Linked DNA regions of Mus musculus: region 2 is linked to region 1. Evidence: chromatin contacts called from public Hi-C data. All regions are on one chromosome and are shown on one strand. The core of a region is the stretch at or near the end of the contact, and the rest is flanking DNA. Distances in the headings are between cores, read along the strand shown. Region 1 holds the start of Myo18a (myosin XVIIIA). Region 2 holds the start of Pipox (pipecolic acid oxidase).

Region 1 (6,674 bases), core at 1,082-3,581:
CAGTAGACTTCGAGACTGGGTCATCACCCTGAGCATCCTCATCACCCCAAGCATCCTACTCCCCCTCACTGGGAGCTGGGCTCTGCCTGCTTCCTCCCCACTTCCTCCCCTTTCCAACTTTATCACATCTGGCTAATCACTTAGTGCTGAAAGGTCCCAGGCAAGTCACTCATTGCTCAGGCTGCAGGACATAGATCTGGACAATGCTAAAACACACAGCTGGACAAGAACAATGACTGAAGGCCACCTAGTCTGTCATACACCATGTCCACACAGGACATTCAAAATTCTTTTACTCTCCCTGCACCAAAAGATTACCAAGGTTATAAGACTTGGTGTTCCACGGAGACCTAACCATGCATTTGATTTGAGTGCTCTCCTGCCTCCCACTGGAGTTCATGGCGATCACAACTAGTGGATCTCACAGACAGTCAGACTGCAGACTGTCTTTGTAGTGTAGATAAACCTAAACCACAACCATTGTTTATAAGTTCTTTATGCCCTGACTCCTAGTATCTTGCTCACTCGGGGTGAGAGGACATCTCACCTAGAACTATAACCATGGCAGCTAGACATCCCAGATAGCCATGATTTTAGGTCATTTGCCATATTGTTTTCACCCCTGAAATCTAAACAACATGGGCTTCCTATACTCACAGCTTCTCAGATCTCAAAGTGGCACCTGTTAACCTACATCTCCAATTGAGGGCTCAACAAATATAGTACCCAAGCCTCTAAGCTATAAGCTATGATGAAACTTGAACACTTTCTCACCAACTACCCACTGGCATCTCTCTCTCTCTCTCTCTCTCTCTCTCACACACACACACACACACACACACACACACACACCCTGCCCCCGATAGTACCAGGCCAAAGCTGATCTTAACCCAATGCCCTTGAAAACTCACAAGGTTTACTTCAATCACTTCAATCCAAAAGGGCATTGAAGGGAACCTCAGACCCGGATGTCCAGCTGAATTGCTAAGGACTTTCTCCCAGTGAACTTTTGGGGGGTTTCCTTCAGCTTCTTGACAAGGCACAGAAGAAGCAAAGGTGTTTAATGAGTTTCCAGAGGGGCACCCTCTCCTGGACTGGCTTCTCCCTATTGGCCCAGCTCCCCATTTCCACACTCGCTAAGATCTGCTCACAGTTCCTGGGTACCCTCAAGCACCCATTTAAGTACACTACCGAGAGATGCTCACATACACAAACTCTTTGCTCACCCCTGATACCCAGGGAAGCACTCACATCAGCCGGCTCCCTGCGGTGTCCCTCGCCAGTCCGAAGCCAGCTCCGGCTCAGCTCGCTAAGCTCTGGGATGGGCTGTACCTTGAGCCGCACACTGTCCCCAGACTGCCGGATCATCTCCACAATTTCATCCCTGGATTTATTCTCCACATTCTGTCCATTAATCTCCACCAGTCGATCTCCTGGTACCAGCCCCAAGGCCAGGTCCTTGGTGCCTGCCCCTGGCTCAGCAAAGTGAACCACCCGTCGATAAGCCTGACCCTCAGGGGCCCGATCCAGCATGGTTGTGCGCCGCAGTGAGAAGCCAAAGTCTCCTGTGGGTCTTCGTTGTAACTCCAGCTCCCGGAGAGCAGGAGGTGGTGGTGGCACCAGAGCGGGAAGACGTAGATCAGCTGGGAATCTTTTAGTCACCAGCTCAGGGACTCGAGACCGTGGTCCTGGTCGAGGAATGCCTAGCCCAGGATGCTGCATTAGCTGTCCCTCAAGCGTCCGCACCTCTACCTGAGGTGATGGGGCTGCAGAGTGCTCTGAGGGGGTTGAGGTCTCCGAGGCACTCTCATCCCGGCTCCGTTGAGAGAAGGAAAAACGTTTGACAATCATCTGAGAGTTCTGCTTGGCCAGTGAACCGAACTTGGCTGCCCGCTGCAGCACAGAGCCCCGGAAGCTGCCTTCTTCACCCTTGAGGTCATCACTGGAGCTGGCTGTGCTTAGGTGTCCTGAGTCCAGGATGATGCTACCCCGATTGCTGTCAGAGTCAATGTCCGTCAGGTGCAGGTCAGAGCCACTGGCCACCTTGATAGGGATGGGGTTGGAGATTTCCAGGCGCGTCTTAGATTCCCGCTTGGAGGACCGGTTCAAGTTGAAAAAGCCACGGCGCATGCTCATCTCTTCCAGGCTCCGCAGTTCTGCCGCAGACATCCTCTCCTTCTTCTCCTTTTTTTCCTTCTTCTCCTTCCGCCCGCCATCTTTGTCCTTATCTTTCTTCATGAGGTTAAACATGGTGGGTGTGCTGTTTTTAGGGGTTGTATCCCCAGCTGACTATGAGTGCTTAACACAGGGTCTTTGGACCCCACCTTGTAGCTGCAAGTAGAAACAGAGAAAAGAAATTCAGGGTTTTTTTCCAGTTCAGACAGAGGCAGCGGATACTGATAAACCAGTCACCCCTTGTGGAGTGCTACTGATGTACCAGGCAACCTGATTTACATAATTTTTTCTAATTTCACTTCACCCTTTAGACCAAAGCATAGGTGTGCCTGGAGAGACTTGACTTACAGAAAACACAAATTGCAACCTGGAACATAAACGGAAATGGAACACAAAAGGAAACGGAAGGGGCTCTGCAGCATCACCTCCCCACAGGCAGTCCACTGAAGCGATGGGCATCCCACGTGACTGCCCCCCCATGGTATCCCCAGAGCCGCAGCCTTAGCCCCTGCCTCAAAGACCTTGGAGGGTCCAACTTTTTAAAACAATATTCATTTGTATGAGAGTTTTGCCTGTCTGTATGTGCATCACATGGACATCCATGTGGACGCTGGGAGCTGAATCCTGCTCTGGAAGAGTAACAGGTGCTCTTAACCACAGAGCCATCTTTCTAGCACCTGGGATTAGCATTTATATGACGTGTGTTTGTTTGTTTGTTTGTTTGTTTGTTTGTTTGTTTTTCCAGACAGGGTTTCTCTGTGTAGCCCTGGCTGTCCTGGAACTCACTCTGTAGACCAGGCTGGCCTCGAACTCAGAAATCCACCTGCCTCTGCCTCCCAAGTTCTGAGATTAAAGAGATGCACCACCACTGCCCGGCTTTACGATGTGTCTTATCGGGAGCTTCACACATACCCCTTCCTATTCAGTCCTCACAGGTGAGAAAAATGGCTCTTGGGAAATTAAGGATGTGTTAGGGGCTAGTCATCAAATGAGTGGCTGTGCTGCTGTGTCCCATCTGATGCCCTGGGTGCCCAAAGTAAATCGGGAAGGGAAGGAAGAGGAAGTCCAGACTGCACACAGGACAGACAGTTGCGAGGTGGGGGTGGCGTGGGGTCGGCTAGATAAACAGGATCCTGAAAAACTCACATCCTTTTCCCCAGACCAATGCCTAAATATAGCCTAGGGAAGAAAGTTGTGGCCGCCTGAGAGAGAAGGCCGGATCCAGGATGTGAGAGCACCTAGGGCCCTAACCTACCCCCATTCTCATGCATACCCGATTAGGGGCAGGAGTAAGAAAAACCTGGTTGGGAGGGGGAGGGGGGAAGCCCCAGAGGGCCTTTCTTGTTCTAACCAGCAGGGAACACAAAATAAAAGTAGGCCACACCGTCTAATTAGAAATTAAGTGTAATTTCTCTCTCTCCATGAATGCCTCCCCTCTGAATTCCAGACAGAGGGTCTCTGAGCTTATTCCCTCCAGCAATGGCCTATTGCCAGGCCCTGGCTAGGCATTTCCTCTCTCCCCAACCCCCAAAGCAAGGCAAGGCCCTCCACTATCCCCTTTCCACTGAGGGACAAGCTCCCACCAGCCAAGGTTCAACGCCCAGGCAGGCAGTGAGACCAGGAACTCCCAAGCTAATTGCTCACAAGTTTGATTCTGTATAATCACACATGGCAACCCACAGACATCTGGAACTCCACTTCCAGGAGACCCAATGTCCACTTCTGGCCTCATGGGCACCAGGCACATTTGTGGCCCAAACACATACATGTAAGCAAAATGCCCACACACATAAAATAAATAAATAAATAACAATTAAAAAGAAAGAAATTGCCAGGCAGTGGTGGCGCACGCCTTTGATCCCAGCACTTGGGAGGCAGAGGCAGGCGGATTTCTGAGTTTGAGGCCAGCCTGGTCTACAGAGTGAGTTCCAGGACAGCCAGGGCTACACAGAGAAACCCTGTCTCAAAAAGACAGACAGACAGACAGACAGACAGACAGACAGACAGACAGAAAGAAAGAAAGAAAGAAAGAAAGAAAGAAAGAAAGAAAGAAATTGGTGAATTTGGGCAGGGTGACACATACCTACAATTCTAAGTACTTGGAAGGCTGAGACAGGATCTTAAATTTAAGGCAAATTTGGCCAGTAACTAGAAACTTTGTTTAAAAAACAAACTAGATAAACTTAAGTTCCATTTACGGGCTGGCGAGATGGCTCAGTGGTTAAGAGCGCCGATTGCTCTTCCGAAGGTCCCGAGTTCAAATCCCAGCAACCAAATGGTGGCTCACAACCATCCGTAACGAAATCTGATGCCCTCTTCTGGAGTATCTGAGGACAGCTACAGTGTACTTATATATAATAAATAAATAAATCTTTAAAAAAAAAGGTTCCATTTACTACAATGTATCCAAACTGTTATCTCAACATGTAATCTACATAAAATATTTATAAACATAAATTATTTTATATTTAATTTTCTGTATTTTGTTTTGTTTTGATATATAGACACGTGTGCATGTGCGCACACGCATGTGTATTTTATTTATTTTGCTTTTTTGTTCTGAGAGATAGTCTCATGCAGTTCTGGCTAGACCTGAAACTCAGGACAGAGACCAGGTTGGCCTCAAACTCATGGAGAACCTTTCTGCCTCTGCCTCCTGAGAGCGGCTGAGATTACAGGTATGCACAACCGTTCCTAACTCATCCATATTACATTTCCAAAATCCAGAGCAAGGCTGAGTATGACGGTTCATACCTTTAATCCTGGCACTCGGGAGGCACAAAGATCTCTGTGAGTTCGGGGCTATCCTGGTCCACACAGTGAGCTCCAGAACTGCCAGAACTTCATAGAGAAAGAAACCTGGTCTCAACATGAATGAGTAAGTAAGACCCCGGTCTGCACTTTACATTTAGAACACAGCCTGCATTTCAGATGCTTAGTCTCCAGGGATGCAGAGTTTTGGAGATAGAATATGCCCTGGTTAGGGTTTTTTGTCAATTTAACACAAGCTAGAGTTGTCTGGGAAATTATCAATTAAGAAAATGCCCCCACCAGATCAGCCTGTAGGGTATTTTCTTGATTAATGTTTGATATGGGAGTGTCAAGCTCACTATGGGCAATGCCACTCCAGGCAGGAGGAGGCCCCAAGTGGTAATTATCAGGCTGAGTGAGCTATGGGGGAAAGCCAGTAAGCAGCTCTTCTCCATGGCCTCTACTTCAGTTCCTGCCTCCAGGTTCCTGCCTTGAATGTCTGCCCTGACTTCCCTTCATGATGAACTGTGGAAACTCTTCCCCAAGTTGCTTTTGGTCATGGTGTTTATCACATCAGAGGAAGGCAAACCAGGACAGAATGTATTCATAAGGGTAAGAAATCTAGTGAGGGAGCTGGAGAAATGGCTCAGCCATTAAGAACACTGGCCACTCTTCCAGAGAACCCAGGTTCAATTTCTAGGACCCACATGGCAGCTCACAACTGCCTGTAACTCCAGTTCCAAAGGATCTCACACAGACAAGCATGCAGGCAAAACACCAATGACCATAAAAATTTTTTAAATTAACTAATTTTTTGAAAAAAAGAAAGAAATCTGGTTAGGTCAACTAGCTCTTTATATCTAGTGTAGCAAGAACCCGGTTCCCTCTCTGAGATCAGTTTCTGTATGTGTGCATATGGAAATCAGAGGTCAGCCTCAGGCAGGGTCTTTCACTAGCCTGAAGCTCATAGAATAGGCTATGATGTCGGACCACTGAATCCCAGGGATCCACCTGGGATCTTTGCTTCCCCAGCTCTGGGATTATAGCTGGTACCACCACCACCACCACCACCACCACCACCACCACCACCACCACCACCACCTCTTGCTTGTTTTTTGTTTCTTTTAGACAGGGGGTTCTCTGTGGAGCTCCGGGTGTCCTGGAACTCAATCTGTAAACCAGGCTGGCCTCGAACTCAGAGATCCTTCTGCCTCTGCCTCCTGAGTGCTGGCATTAAAGGTGTGCTCCACCACACAAATGCTGGCTTGTTTGCTTGTTTGTTTTTTTAGCTTGAGTCATGGGGAACAAACTCAGGTCCAACTTTACCAACTAAGCTATCTCTCCATCTCCTCTAGCCTCAGTTCCTCCTAGGTGAAACTAAAATTTGTGCTTCTAAATGTTCCAATGAACAGTCCCTGGAAGCTGGAAGACAGGAAGCATAAACCCCTACTAAGCACCTGGTCAGCCGCATCTAGACTCAGTGAGACCCCGTGAGTGGAGAGAGAGTGCTGGACCGGCTCTGCTCTCTAAGGGGAATGTCTCCTCCCAAGTGCGGCTGGGAATAAGGCACAGACAGATCCAGCCTATCCAGGCCGTGGCATCTTTGGCTGGTCACTACCCACACTGCACTAAAGGCATAGATAGTCAAGATGAATAGAAAATGAAGACAAATGGAGACTTAGGAGGAGACAAACACCGGGATCTTAGCCCCTGGCCAACTCCGGAAAACCCTACTGTCTGCCATGCTG
Region 2 (6,674 bases), core at 2,991-5,490, 120 kb before region 1:
TGCAAACAATTACAGCACAATACGCGTATTGTTATAGTGGAGTCTCTGCAGGATGAAGAGACTGTATAGGAAAAGCTGCATCTGCTTGGGGGTGTCTGGGGGTGCCTGGGAGTTGGGAAATCAGGTGATCGGTGGAGCCTCTCTCCACTCAGCGTTACTAAGGTGCCAAGAACTCAGTGGGAAAGGGTCAGTAGTGGAGCTGTGGGCGCCAGCAGAGGTCAGAACGGAAGCTATCTTGCGTGCCAAGCTAAGGAGTTCAGATTTTTATCCTAATAGGAAAGGGCAGCTATGAAGAAAATTTTAACGAGGAGTAACCTGTCCACATTTGCCATTTAAAGGATGTCTTTAAATGGTGGGTAGATGACCTGACCTACGGGGATCAGGAATGAAGTTGGAAATCAACCTGAGACAGACCAGTGGGTCAGCGATGTGTATGCAAAGCCTGGTCTTTGCGTTCCCACAACCAGCATCCTCTTAAGCATTCAGGAACCCTGGCAGCCAGCAGCCCGCACCAGGCAGCAGGCAGGATCTGCCTTCAGGGTAGGGCTCATCCCCTGTTTGCCTACCTCCTTGCCCTAGGCTTCAGCTCCTTGGCCAAGTGAGGCAGGGAAGAAAACAGAGCAGAAGGCTCTCCCTCTGCACTCCTAGGTCTCTCTTATTTATTCCGCTTTCTCTCTCCACTCGGGTCCTCTCATTATTTCTGAGCTGTACAGCTTGCTGCTTCCCCGGCTCGCTTCTTCCACCCCTGTCTGCAAAGTGTCAATCAAGCCATCGGATGAGCAGCTCAGCCCTCACATCTTCGGCGCCTCTGCCCCAGGACATGAGCCACGGCTGCTGACACATACAAGCAGCAAGGTGTAGGGCTGTTGGCTTGCCCTTTAATATTCCTCCGATCCGGAATGGGTGTTAAAATGGAATTTGAGGGGATCGCTTCTCTCTGCCTGCCCCTGTCAGGACATCCACAAGGACAGGCAATCCTGATAGAAGGGGAAGCCTTTAGAAGCAGATTTGCTTTTCATTTCAAGGTTGGGCCGTGGCCAGTGTCGGCTTTCGGAGGAGCCGCCTTTTGAAATTCTTAACAAGAAGCAGAATGCTTGAGTTCAGGAATCCAGGGCAAGCTTGTGAAGTAGGGACGGGGAAATGGGATTGTCATTTTATCTCTGAAGGGATATTATATTAAACGGGGGGTGGGGGGAATACAGAGAGGCTTGGCAGCTTCCCCGCAGCGGCCATGGAGGACTGAACAATATCAGGCAGCAGGAAGGACTGAGATTAAAACAAAGAAAGAACTTCCCAGGTCCTGGATCCAGTAGCCAGGGAGAAGTGAAGCATTTGTTTCCCCTGGGGATTTCTCCTCCTTTTATAAATTGTGAATGGAGGCACCGTTTTCATAGAATACGGGAACTAATGAGAAGTAAGCTCAATGACCTCACCACCAATTTCTTCCTAGATCTTTGATCAGCATGCACAGAAGTCACGGTTGTAAGCAGTGTGTCATTTGTGTTCTGTGTCTCTGTATCAATTTCCTATCTGCGTTTCTACAAAGCAGGGAACTCATGCCTGCCATTTGGAATCAACATGTCAGCTATTTGCTTAGCTATTCCCCGATGTTGGATCGTTTCCATTATTTTTTAATATTATAAGAGCTCAGATATGCATGTCTTCATATAAAAGCCTTCTCCTCCCCCGAGGGAATAGTTCACCAAGTAGAATTTCTAGGTCAGAATATTTGAACTATTTTATCCTACTGTCCATGGCCCCAGAACGCTCCACGGGACCCTGTATGAATTGCAACTCGGACAACATAATAAGGTTGTATCATTTTTATTTTTGTTTATTTAATAGACACATAATAGTACCTTCGAGTTATTTAATTCCCTTCTCTTCGCCTGCTGGTGAGACTGGGCACACTTCCATGCAAGGATTTATTGCCTGCTTTTCCTTGCGTGCAAGCTGTTCATCTCCGCTGACATCTTATCACAAGAAATCCAGGGGCCGATCTTATATATTTCTATCAAGCCCTTACACACTCAGGGTACCATATTTTTCTTGGTTATATCTGCTATTATTTTACTGTAAGGGATCTGTCCAGCGATGAGGCAGATGTTATCCTGTCCTCTGTGGGGTTGGGGAGGAGGGAGGGGACAGAATGCAGTGACCTTTAGACTCTATTTTTTTTTTCCTCCCTCAGAAGGAAGGAAAAAAAATCCAGTCAAATGGCAGTCCTTCTTTGCGTTCCTATTTTACTAGGAAAGGAAAGACCAGGCAGAAGACAACTAGTTGCTAAGGCTAGTCTGGGGATTGTCTGTGGACGTGTTGCTGGGGATTCAGTCAGCCACTGTGCCCCCCCCCCCCATCATTGTTTTCTCTCTTCCACTGTATGGCCACCAGATACACAGCAAAATGTTAAAATCAGAATCACGACTATAAGTTCTCTCATTGTCACTATAGCATTGTAGTGAGAGGGAAGTGTCCCCGGGCTGGGCTTGTGACTCAGGTAACAGAGTTTCAGCCTAACATTCATTGGTAAAGCCCTGGGTTTGGTCCTCAGCACCATATTAAACCAACATGATGGTACGGGTCTATTTTCCCAGGAGGTAGGGGCAGAAAAATCAGAAGTTCAAGGTCACCTGTGGAGGCAAAGCAGGTTGGAGGCCAGTTAAGCGATACATGAGACCCTGTATCCAAAAAAAACGAAAGAAAATACTAACAAGAAGTAAGTTTTGGAGCAGATAGACCTGGGTTCACATCTTAGCCTCTTGGCACACCTAGAATGGGTCCTTGGGCAGATCCTGCCATCTTTGTCTGTTTAGTGGTGTGTTTATGATTATAAACAACCAACCTCAAAAGTTAGTGTCTAAAAACAAGCATTTTATTTTACTTCATAAAACTGGGGAATGCTGACACAGCTTGGCTGTTGGGTCACGTGCCATGGACTGGGTCAGGTCATGGGTGGTTAGTTTGTCTGGACACAAGGTCCAAAATGGCTTCTCTTCCTATGTGTGACTTTTCTCATCTCTCTCTCTCACAGAGTGGCTGGACTTCTAACATGTTGGTTCAGGGTCTAAGAACGAGTGCTTCAACACAAGAAGATGTCCAAAGGCTTGGGTCAGAAAGAGGGTAGCAGTCACTGTATTCTATTGGGCAAGCATGTAATGGGAAAACCGACAGAGAACTTGAGGCTATCTCTAATCTGCTCAAAAAAAATGAGGATAAAAATACACACACACACATACAAAAAAAAAAAAAAATCCTGAGAATTTAATGAGATAATGTATTCCGAGGCAGATTTACCAGGAAGCTAATAAAACTTCAACCATGGGGCTCTCTAATTGAGCGGTCTCTTCGAAGTCCTGCCATCTAGTTTTGCATGACTAATTTTTTCTTTTTTTTTTTTTTTTCTCTTTTATTTTTAGTGCTGGGTGCTAAACCCAGGACCCCGAACATGCCAAACACAAAAGTCTACCGCTGAGCTAAGCCTCCAGGCCCCTTTCCCCTTTTATCTTAAAATGGACCCCCAAAGTGTATAAGAATCAGGACCTGCCAACCCTGGCTCTGTCCCCAGTGCCTGTAACAATCCCCATTGAGCCTGCTGCCTGGCACAGAAGGCTTCTCTGCACATGGCCCCTGTGTGTGCTGGCTGGTGCCTGGTTCCCCGTGTGCCTGAGGACAAGGTTCTTCCTCGCACTGTCCTTTCCTGGATTTTTTTTTTTCCTCTTCAGGATCATTTATTGTCCTTTTTTCAACATGAAAGTAAAACACACTGAGAATGATTTCATAATCACAAAACTGCCCTCCCAGTTGGCCCCTGCATCTACCCCCTGACCTCGCCACCCACCAGGGAGGAGGGCCATACCCTGGGCATCCTGCCAAGTTCTTGGCTGGCCGGGTAGCTCTCTGGAGGAAATCAAGCTGCAGAGAGGGAAGCCAGCAGGGGGAGGCAGCATTCCCGGGGCCCAGCTTGGTCTGGGAGGCATTGAAATTCCGGGCAAAGTCCTGAGACAAAGATCATAATGAGACAGGAAGGTGGCATGGGAAGGCGCCATTTGCATGACAATAATTGAGCCAAGAATAGCAAACTGGAGGGATGCAAGGGTGAGGCTAGCAGCTGAGCTGGGCGAAACCTCACAAATCAGTCCACCCAGCTCTGCTCTGCAGGGGGAGGCGGAGGCTGAGCCCTGTGCCAGGCTTTTTGGGGAGGGAAAGAAAGACAAGGACATGAGCCCCAAGGGATTGTGGGAACTCTAGTTTAGCTGGACTTTGCCTCCCTCCTCCCCCTGTAGCCTGGAGGTGCCTTTGTTTGCCTTCTCTTCAGTGGGCTTTGTGGCATCATGGCTGCTCAGACAGATTTCTGGGATGCTATTGTGATTGGAGCAGGCATCCAGGGCTGCTTTACCGCGTACCACCTGGCCAAACACTCCAAGAGCGTCCTCCTGCTGGAGCAGGTACACTGTGCCTTCTGCCCTTCTGCTATATAAGACTGTCCCCTCTTCTTTCCTCTCCTAGGGAGGGCTTTCCAGAATTTTTGGGCTATAAGTGAAGCCAAACGGTCAGACATCAGGAATTCTGTGCACTTCGTAGCTTCGTAGCCACTTCACGTGGATCTTGACAATGCAAAGAAAATTCCCACCCTTAAGTCCACGTGAGGTTTCTTGGTATACTCTTTTAAGTCTCTTAGTTCTTGCCCCGGATCAAGAAGTGTCCCACTTCTTTTCATTCTTGCAACCCTGTCTTGTCTTTGCCCACATGGTTGATACAACCAGAAAAAGAATCAATTCTGCTCTGGGTAACCTTAAATAAAGACAGTTTTGCCTAGAGGCAAAGGCTGATGTACCAGCTTTGGAGAAAGCTGCGTTTTCTCAGCTGCTCCTTCCAGAACCTAGCAGGAGCTGCTGTTGAATTCTTCCACCTTTGGGTAACAGCGACCTCCTCACTTGATGCCCGGGAACTAAGACACAGGTCGTCTTTCCTTAAAGGAAAAGTGATCACATGACTGCTTCAAATGAGGGTGGCACTGGGACCCTGCAGGGCCCCTCAGGGGTGGGGCCTATGCAATCTGTCAAGTTGAGTTTTCTACCCCTGTGGCTTCTTCCTTTCCATTCTGCCTTGCAGCTCTCTGAGCAGGTTACCACATCCTGGGAATTGTCTTCAGTTCCTCTGTTTTCCCAAAGCCCAAGGGATTTCTGTTACAACCTGCAGGAAAACCTCCATTTTGCTTCACCCCGCACCCCCCTAATCCTAAGATTGCTCCCTTATCCTGGGTACCTGAAGGCTCAGTGAGATGACATCCTTTTCCTGATCCGGAAAACCATGGGGCTCGATTTGCATAATCTGGAAGGTTTTCTGACTCTGCTTTTCTAGGCATCTAAGCAGGGTGTGAATTCAGTGGGATAATAGAAGGTTATTAACAAATGGATGGGTGGCTGCCAGGGCTATTTACAAAAGGAAAAATTTAGTCAGTGCTGAGGTACTATTGCTAACCAGAATGCCTGGCCAATCAGTGGGCCTCAAGGAGACCTGGAAGTATGGAAATATTTGAAAATATCTAGGCCTGGCGATGAGCACCTGAAAATCCCAGTTGCTCAGGAGACCAATGTAGGGGGATTGCAAGCTTAAGGCCTGCCTGGGCTACATAACATGACAGTGACTCAAATAAGAAATAAAAAGAGGTCTAGGGCAATAGATAGCTCATCTGCAGGGCACCTACTTGCCTCCTTTGTGCAAGGCCAGAGGTCTAGGCCCCAGGATTAGAAAGGAACCATTTGAAGCCTAAGATGGCTCCTAAAGAACAAAGGGAAGGCTGAGCCAAAGGGCAGTGACTTCCATTGTCTTTCTTGTCTTTCTTGTCAAGTTCTTTCTTCCCCATTCCCGAGGAAGCTCACATGGACAGAGCCGCATAATCAGAAAGGCTTATCCAGAGGACTTCTACACGATGATGATGAAGGAATGTTATCAGACATGGGCCCAGCTGGAGCGTGAAGCCGGAACCCAGTTACACAGGTGGGCGAGGGAGGAAGACCAGGAACACAGGGGACCCATCCCTCCAGGTGCTTTGAATGTGTGATGCTGTAAGGTGTGAACTTGAAATGCAACTGGAGGGACACAAGCCCAGGAGGGAGGTGCCAGTCATGTGGAGGCCTTCTGCTCACTGTCACAGATGCTGCTGGCCTCTGTACCTTTGAGTTCCAGGCCTGGTTAGATCCTGTGACCAAGGCTCTTACAGGTTGTTTTCTGAAAACTTAGAGGATGACCATGGACAGGTATCTAGAGCAGGCCTGCGCAAAGCCTTCCAGAGCCATCTTATAGGGCCTGCGTCAAAATCTATATAATTTTTTTGTTTTTTGTTTTTTGTTTTTTGAGATGGTTTCTCTGTGTAGCCCCGGCTGTCCTGGAACTCACTCTGTAGACCAGGCTGGCCTCGAACTCAGAAATCTGCCTGCCTCTGCCTCCCAAGTGCTGGGATTAAAGGCGTTAGCCACCACCGCCCGGCTAAAATCTATATTCTAACTCATGTCCTAACTTAAAAAATAGTATGTATAATGTATGTGTATGGATGTTTTGCCTACATACTTATATGTGCAACTACATATGTGCCTGGTGCCCAGAAAGGTCAAAAGAGAGTATTCAACCTTGGAACTGGAGTTACAGACAGTTGTGAGCTGCCATGTGGGTGC

What was found. Hi-C and Micro-C count contacts between places; a contact is called where the count stands out from the background.
Region 2: a contact with region 1 is called in a Hi-C map of liver, with 1.9 times the contacts expected there. The contact joins the promoter of Pipox here to the promoter of Myo18a in region 1. A contact is called at or near these places in 1 of 39 promoter capture datasets (liver), 5 of 484 Hi-C or Micro-C datasets (double positive thymocytes, embryonic stem cells, liver and 1 more), 2 of 115 datasets of contacts at active chromatin or transcription factors (embryonic stem cells and stem cell-derived neural progenitor cells) and 2 of 9 other capture datasets (adipose tissue and pancreatic islet).

Annotation. Positions count from the first base shown.
Region 1 is chr11:77,772,892-77,779,565 of GRCm38.p6, reverse strand. Myo18a (myosin XVIIIA) reads right to left here and starts at 2,331. Exons shown (of 41, transcript NM_001291213.1): 1 at 1,252-2,331. The coding sequence starts at 2,250.
Region 2 is chr11:77,891,438-77,898,111 of GRCm38.p6, reverse strand. Pipox (pipecolic acid oxidase) reads left to right here and starts at 4,240. Exons shown (of 8, transcript NM_008952.2): 1 at 4,240-4,445; 2 at 5,852-6,000. The coding sequence starts at 4,332. Gm29979 (a long non-coding RNA gene) reads right to left here and starts at 1,142. Exons shown (of 4, transcript XR_388869.4): 1 at 567-1,142.